Linked DNA regions of Zea mays: region 1 is linked to region 2. The links are chromatin contacts, called in public Hi-C maps. All regions are on one chromosome and are shown on one strand. The core of a region is the stretch at or near the end of the contact, and the rest is flanking DNA. Distances in the headings are between cores, read along the strand shown. Region 1 holds the start of LOC103636316. Region 2 has its middle 21 kb from the start of LOC100194111.

Evidence for each region. Hi-C and Micro-C count contacts between places; a contact is called where the count stands out from the background.
Region 1: a contact with region 2 is called in a Hi-C map of tassel, with 3 times the contacts expected there. The contact joins the promoter of LOC103636316 here to the enhancer-like site in region 2. A contact is called at or near these places in 2 of 25 Hi-C or Micro-C datasets (ear and tassel).

The regions. Positions count from the first base shown.
Region 1 is chr8:165,880,769-165,884,086 of Zm-B73-REFERENCE-NAM-5.0, reverse strand. LOC103636316 reads right to left here and starts at 1,733. Exons shown (of 2, transcript NM_001326434.1): 1 at 1,637-1,733; 2 at 1-357. The coding sequence starts at 245. It overlaps LOC111589997 (small nucleolar RNA R41), which reads right to left and starts at 1,490; the gene lies at 1,410-1,490. LOC111590027 (small nucleolar RNA Z155) reads right to left here and starts at 1,302; the gene lies at 1,228-1,302. It overlaps LOC111590048 (small nucleolar RNA snoR100), which reads right to left and starts at 1,088; the gene lies at 981-1,088. It also overlaps LOC111590051.
Region 2 is chr8:165,740,780-165,744,069 of Zm-B73-REFERENCE-NAM-5.0, reverse strand. No RefSeq gene overlaps it. Among protein-coding and RNA genes, the nearest start is that of LOC100194111, 21 kb to the right of the region's middle. Within about 2 kb of position 1,354, at least 17 of the 20 cell types and tissues checked have an H3K27ac peak or open chromatin away from gene starts, as enhancers often do. A contact at or near this core is called in ear and tassel, where this site is marked.

The DNA.
Region 1 (3,318 bases), core at 484-2,983, 140 kb before region 2:
AGTGTGTTAGCTGAGATAGTTATTGGAGATGCTAGTTTGTTGTTTGCGTCTTCTTCATATATATCGGTTACTCTCCTGATGCTGCAATCAGTTTGTCCATACATGTAACACGTTTCTCTTTTGACTTCAGCACTAGCAATCTTTCTTCCATTTCTTTTATACTTCTGTTGCCAACAGCACAGACATGAGAAGCAGGAGCTCTTCTCAAGTGGCGACGATGGAAGGTGGTGTGAAGGGCTAAACATTTTCTTCTTTTTTTTGGTGACTGCCAGATGATCGACGGAAGGTGGTGTGGAGGGCAACTTCTGATATAACCCTCCTTGCCTAACTCTTGTTCATTAAATTTTAGTTGGACGCCTGAAGAATGGAAAATCAGCTGAATTTAGAAATCTCGGTTGAAGCTTCAGATTTATATTTGATTTCTGTTTAATCTTTAGGTTTCCGTTGCCAACTGAAATTCTATTTCTATATATGCATTTTGGCCTTCAATATTTTGTTCATGGAGAAGATTTGCACCATCAGCACATTATTTTACCGAAGCTATACAAAGTTCATTAGTAATTGACTTAGGATGTTCAACTAGTTTCTTGTGATCAGTACGGTTTCATCTAAACATGAATACAGACTCTAGCTTAATTGGAACGAAGAACATGATCCATCGGCACAAAATCTCAATCCAAACAGCTCTCCTCAGCCACAACGAAAACCAGCACAAAAGGATCCAGCGAACAACAAAACAGCTAACAAGGCTCAGCAACATTGATAATGTTAGGGTATGTTCTTAAGATTTACTAGACCAGCCTCAACGGGGGGAAGTGACCTCCCCACCTCAACCGATCTGAAGACCAAAAGATTTTCTTCTCCGAGCAACGCAACACCTCCATTGACATTGAGATCGGACAAAGGGGCTGCCTGAATCGTCGCTCATTAAAATCCATTCAAAAAGACGTCACAGTTCGCAAGAGAATCTAAGCTAGCGCGCGTGTAGGTCGAATCCAGGCCCGCGAGATCAGAGCCCGAGGGCATCAAAGCGAGCAGACATGCAGACCTCCTCCTTCTCCGTGCACACTACCATGCTTCCTTCCTGTGTTCATCATCCAGAGCATCGGCTTATTGTGCACGGACAACACACAAACACATACCAGGTTGAAACAAAAAACAAACGGCAACGTTCGACTTCAAGAGCAAAATAAATACTACGAACAAGTTCAAAAGGCAAGAATTTGGAGTCGATCAGATAATTGTAGTCTGATATTTGGGTCAACACTGAAGTTTCTGTCAAGGCTTATCATCCCATCAACAAAGCAAATCCTACCCTCGCGCATCATTTTTAGGGGTAAAAAAATATCAGATGACAACCGAACCAGAGAAAAAGCGAAGATTAATCAAACAGAAAAGCGAGATCTTAATAAAGGCTCAGAAGGATCCATTGGTTTCTATCGTCAGGAGTCAGAAAATAGGTAGGTGTTTTTGGTCATCACAGCCTTCAGTCAATCAGATGAAGCGACAAAAAAAACCAAGGGAGAAAACGTGAGAATCGAAATCAAAATCCGACGAGAAAACAGGGAATGGATTGGAGACCGTAAATGGACCATCGTGCAGCTCCACCCGTCAGACGATGGATGAACAATCAAACCTGACGATTCGTGTGGCTGCGGGGCGGCGGAAGGGTAGGATTGCGGCACAGCGGAGGACAGGAGGTAACCGTCGTTTATATAGGGGGTGATGTGATTTGTGGGTTAGGGTTTCCGGGGACTCGCTCGAGTGTTGCTAGATTAACAGCACCCTCTGAGTGGGTCGGCCCAGTTAGTTCTCCAACTAGCCTCGCGGGAGGCCATCCACGGCCGGCCCAAGGGTAGTGAGTTTGCATTTGCGTGAGGAAGGAAACGAGAATGTTACGTAGATGCTATACCTATGGGCCTATGTGTGGCCCAAAAGTGCACACGCCGCTGATTTGAAGCAGCTTTTCTGGTCGTCGACGTTTATCTGTGTCTTCAGATGCCCATGACGGAGAGACGGTGGTCAGGCCCAGACGTGATGGGCCCAGTCCGACGCTGGAGAAACCACACGCCCGCAGCGTACCCGCCGGCGGTTGCCCCCCATCTCCACGTGGACACCCAGTTAGCTTGCGGCATCATTTTGGGTGAAGAAATCAATGGATCTTCTGGTTGCTCTTGTTGAGAACTACGTCACCACAGATCACCAGATCCGCTCCCTTCCCTCCCGTCAACAGTAGAGACGCAAGAAGCTGTAGAGTACCCGTCTCTCTTCCCATTAGCACGACAGAGGAAACACAATAGACACGATGTAGGGTTGGGCCTCTGGCCTCTTTCTCTTCTCTATTCCATATGAGGGGTACATGTTCTATATATAGAGACGTGATAGCCCTCAGGGCTATATTCGGTATTTGCCCACATAACCCTTTATTAGGGTTTCTCAACACTCCCCCTTGGGCGAATACCGCGACCAACACATGCCTCGTTAAAACTCCAAAAAACCCAGTGGAAAAAATATGGAGAAAGAGTGCATGGTGATACAAATCGCATTTGCACTTTGTTGCCTCGTTAAAAACCTCATGTGAGAAACTTCAAGAAAACTCACCAAGGGAAAAAGAGTACAACAGTTGTCATCGGGACAGATTTCGATCCTCTGGGATCTAGATTCTACCGAATCTTCTACAAAGGCTAACTTTAGAAATGTGCTCCCCCTGATCCTTGCAAAACTGTATCAATATGGCAAAATATTTTCTTCTGGAAGTATATGCACATATAGATTTAGCAAACAGATTGCATATCCTTGCAAAGATTGTTTCAGGAACTTCACCTCAACTCACTTCTAGGATACACGAGGTAAGTGCACGTATCAACATAAATAAGCCACTTCGACTAGTGGTGTTCGATCGACTAGATCTACATATTTGATAGAAACTTCCATAAAGGTTCACATATTGATCATCAAGCTGACGCCTTCAGGGCATAGAATATGACATTTATTGTCACACGATTGTGATCAATATAAGCATTCGCTCCCCCTGACGATGACATATGTCAAAGTCGTTATCCCTCATAACTCAAGCATATTCTTCAAGATATATGTCTCATTGTTCATCTGGAATAACGAGAATGAATGAGGTTGGGGTGCTATCATTTTCTATCTTACACCACAATTTATACATAGTTGTGCAAAGCAAGTAACATGTCCTTATATAGGACTTAGGGGATAATATAGTTGCAATAGTACATATTCTAAATATGACACATCGCTCTAGGCGTTCATCCATTGCAACATCTATGATGATGTAACAAAAGTCCATCTAAG
Region 2 (3,290 bases), core at 105-2,604:
GAAAGGATCAAGTGAAAAAAAAACTTTATAAAATGGTTTTTGAAAGTGCTAACTCTCGGTGCTAAAAGATTGTTGTTATGTTGCCGGCATCTGAGAGTTAGCATAGCTGAAAGAGATGATTTCAGATGGAGCTCAGAGAGTTGTTTTTAGTGCACAGGACTTGTCTTGTGGTGGCAAAGGAAGGAGTTGTCACCGGATACACACTGTTGTTTGCTGCATTTTTAGTGCTTGCACGCTGCCTTCCGATGTGCACCGGGCGTGTGTCTCGTGCAAGATTTGACAACGTGCAGGAAACATTATATTTTTGTGTGCACCTGCAGCTGCAGGTCTGTCCTGTGTGCACCGGGAGAGTCGATTCATGTCGTCTAGATTCATCAGTGTGGAGGAGTGGAGAGGAGAGGAGTGGAGGTCCTCTCTCTCAGTGAATACGCCATGAACTAATGCTCGACGGCTGGACGCCTGGCGCCGGCAGACACCCGTCGCAAGGGTCCAATGGATGCGGTAGGCTGAGAGCTGGTGGTTTGCATTGCAGGGATTTGCACCGTCCGGCCCCGTAGGCAGAGCTGGCTTTCTGCTGCATGTCATGTGCCTGCCAAATTAAAGGATGCATGGCAAATGTTTCTAGTGCAGTGATACAGTAGTACGGAGTGACTGGCAGATGGCGATTAATTCTCAGATCCGCTTAAATCCCCTGACAAATCATCATGAGGCCACGTTTTCACTGGCTTCTTTCCGGAGAAGGAAAAGGAATTTTTGTGAAGCCCACCACGTAACTCCTAGTAACCTGGGCCTAGAAAAGCGTATTGGGCCATCGATAAGCCTAATACCCTGTTTGGGATTTTGTGAAGCCATGGTATTGAGAAAGCGTAGCTGTAATAATACTCGTAAAGTACGATTTTTAGGTAAGCAAAGTCTAGAGTGTTTAGAGAAACGCCAGTAGGACACTTAAGCTCTTTTAAAACCAAACCAAATTTAACGCTCGAAGCTCAAAATTAAGTTATAGCATGACCACCAACTACGGGGCCCTGAAATTTGAGGGGGGGCTAAAAATTCTCCCTCATTCCTGGAGGGAGATACTACTCTGCTATTTCTACGGTCGTTCTCGTGCGTTGCTCCGGATCCGCCTCTCTCATTGCACCCTGTCCATCACGACAGGAGCAGTGACTGCCATGAATGTTTTTGGTTTTGATCCACTCGTCGATCACCTGGATCATCCACAACCACAACCCAACGCGCTTCGTCTCCATCAGTCCATCCTCACGGTGCCGCCGCTGCGCAACTGTCCATGGAGATGGCTCAATCATCATCAGCTGCCCAGCCCACAGGTAGTTGTGGTAGCCTGGTAGGCCGCAAGAAACCAAAACTGAACCCATCCACCCGCGTCACTTTCGTCTCTCCCGTCCCGTCTCCCTCCAGGCTCCAGGTCCATTCGATTTCCTTCCCAGGTTTATGTTTTCCCGGAAATACCAGTAAAAAAAAGGCCCAATCGGAACAAACAAATAAATAAATAAAAGGGAAAACTGTATAAACCCACTTGCAAATTTGGGGTGTTTTCAAATACCCACTTACAACTTTTATTATGCCAAACTCCCCCCTCCAAATTAGGTGGTCTAAATCTATAGCAGACACGCGGCTCCATCTTTGGCTCATCTAAAACTCATTAAGCTTGGCTCGCGGCTCCATCTTTGGCTCATCTAAAACTCATTAAGCTTGGCTCCCGGCGGCGCTGGCACCCACGCCCCTCGACGCCGCCACCGTGCAACATCACTGGCGCTCTTGCTAATGGCCCTCGAGGCGGGTTAACGACGATCCCAGCGCGTAGGCGGGCTGCCTGGGCGTGAGCCCCCAACGCCGCGACCCATCAGCGAGGATGATTCCTAGAGCAGGCGAAGCTCCCCGGCGCGGAGGCATGATCCCGGCGCGAAGGCTTGGTCCCTGTGCTAGCGGATGGCCGCGAGGGCGAGGGCGTGAGCTCCCTGCAATGGAGCCGCGACGCATCAGCGAGGGCACGAGGTCCCTGGAGCCACGGCCCATCGCCTCGAACTGGCTCCCTGGAGTCATATTCCTCACCTTGACCCTGTGTCGATGCATTTTCTTCTACTTTATCCTCTTTAACTCGTTCTCCCCTAACCGTTCACAATGGCGGCTGCTGGATCTGAGGACGACGACAATCTATCATCACCTACACCACAGGTATTCCCTTCGTATGGAGCTTCAGTGCTACTGCCCATTCAATTTCGGTACCATCTCGGAACAGAAAACTGAATATTGTTTCCTGCATATTTTTGGGACTACGCAGATCCTTTGTATGGAGTTTCAAGTGCATGTTGGAGTGAAATTTGATGGTAGTGTAGATGGTTATTCTGGTGGAAGGGTTGGTTACATGAGATTTATGGAGCCACAAGGGGTTGATTGGTTTATAATGCAGGAAAATCTTGTGTATCATGGCTACGAAGGAAATGCCACCTTGTACTATTTAAAACCTGGCCATACGGCACCACAAGGTCTTGTTTTGATGGATAGTGCAGAACATGTACAACAGTTGATGAAGGACCATGAGGGCCTTAAGGTGTGCAAATTGTTCATTTTGGGAACCGAAGAAGGAGATGGTGATGTATGGGAAGGTGAAGAAAGGGATGTATGGGAAGATGATGAAGAATATGTCCCATGGGAAACTGAAGAAGATGATGGAGATTTATATGTTATCAAGAATAACAGTGATTTGAAACAAATTCAAAAGGATCATACAGGACAATTGATAAATGAAATTGATAAAAGGGAGAAATATGTAGCCACATATGAGGGTATGATTATGCCTGTGCCAGACAAGAGACAATGGTTAAGCACAGACTTGCCTGATGTGGATCCTCCATTTTATCATGCCCAGCCTGGAAGACCAAAGAAGAAGCGAGTGAGAGCGCAAGGAGAACCTCGTGTTGAGTCCAGAGCCTCAAAAAGGGCTGCAGTGAAATACTCCAATTGCCCACACTTATGGTCACAATGTTAAGGGATGTGGAGTGCCACTTAGGGCTGATTGGGAGCCTAGGAAGGGAACTAAGTACACGAGGGTATGTGACTCACTATTTATTTTGCATTTTCCATGGAAAAGGTATCAACTCACATAGCTATATTTCTATATTTTAGGCCTCAATTGGTGTTCCTACTTCATCTCAACCAAACCCGTCAACATTTGAAGGTTTAAGCCAATACAATTTGGCTCCTGTTGACGCCTTTTCGGAGCGCCAAATACTCAAGAAGAACCGGCGGCGGTGCTCTCTGGTCAGGCGCGG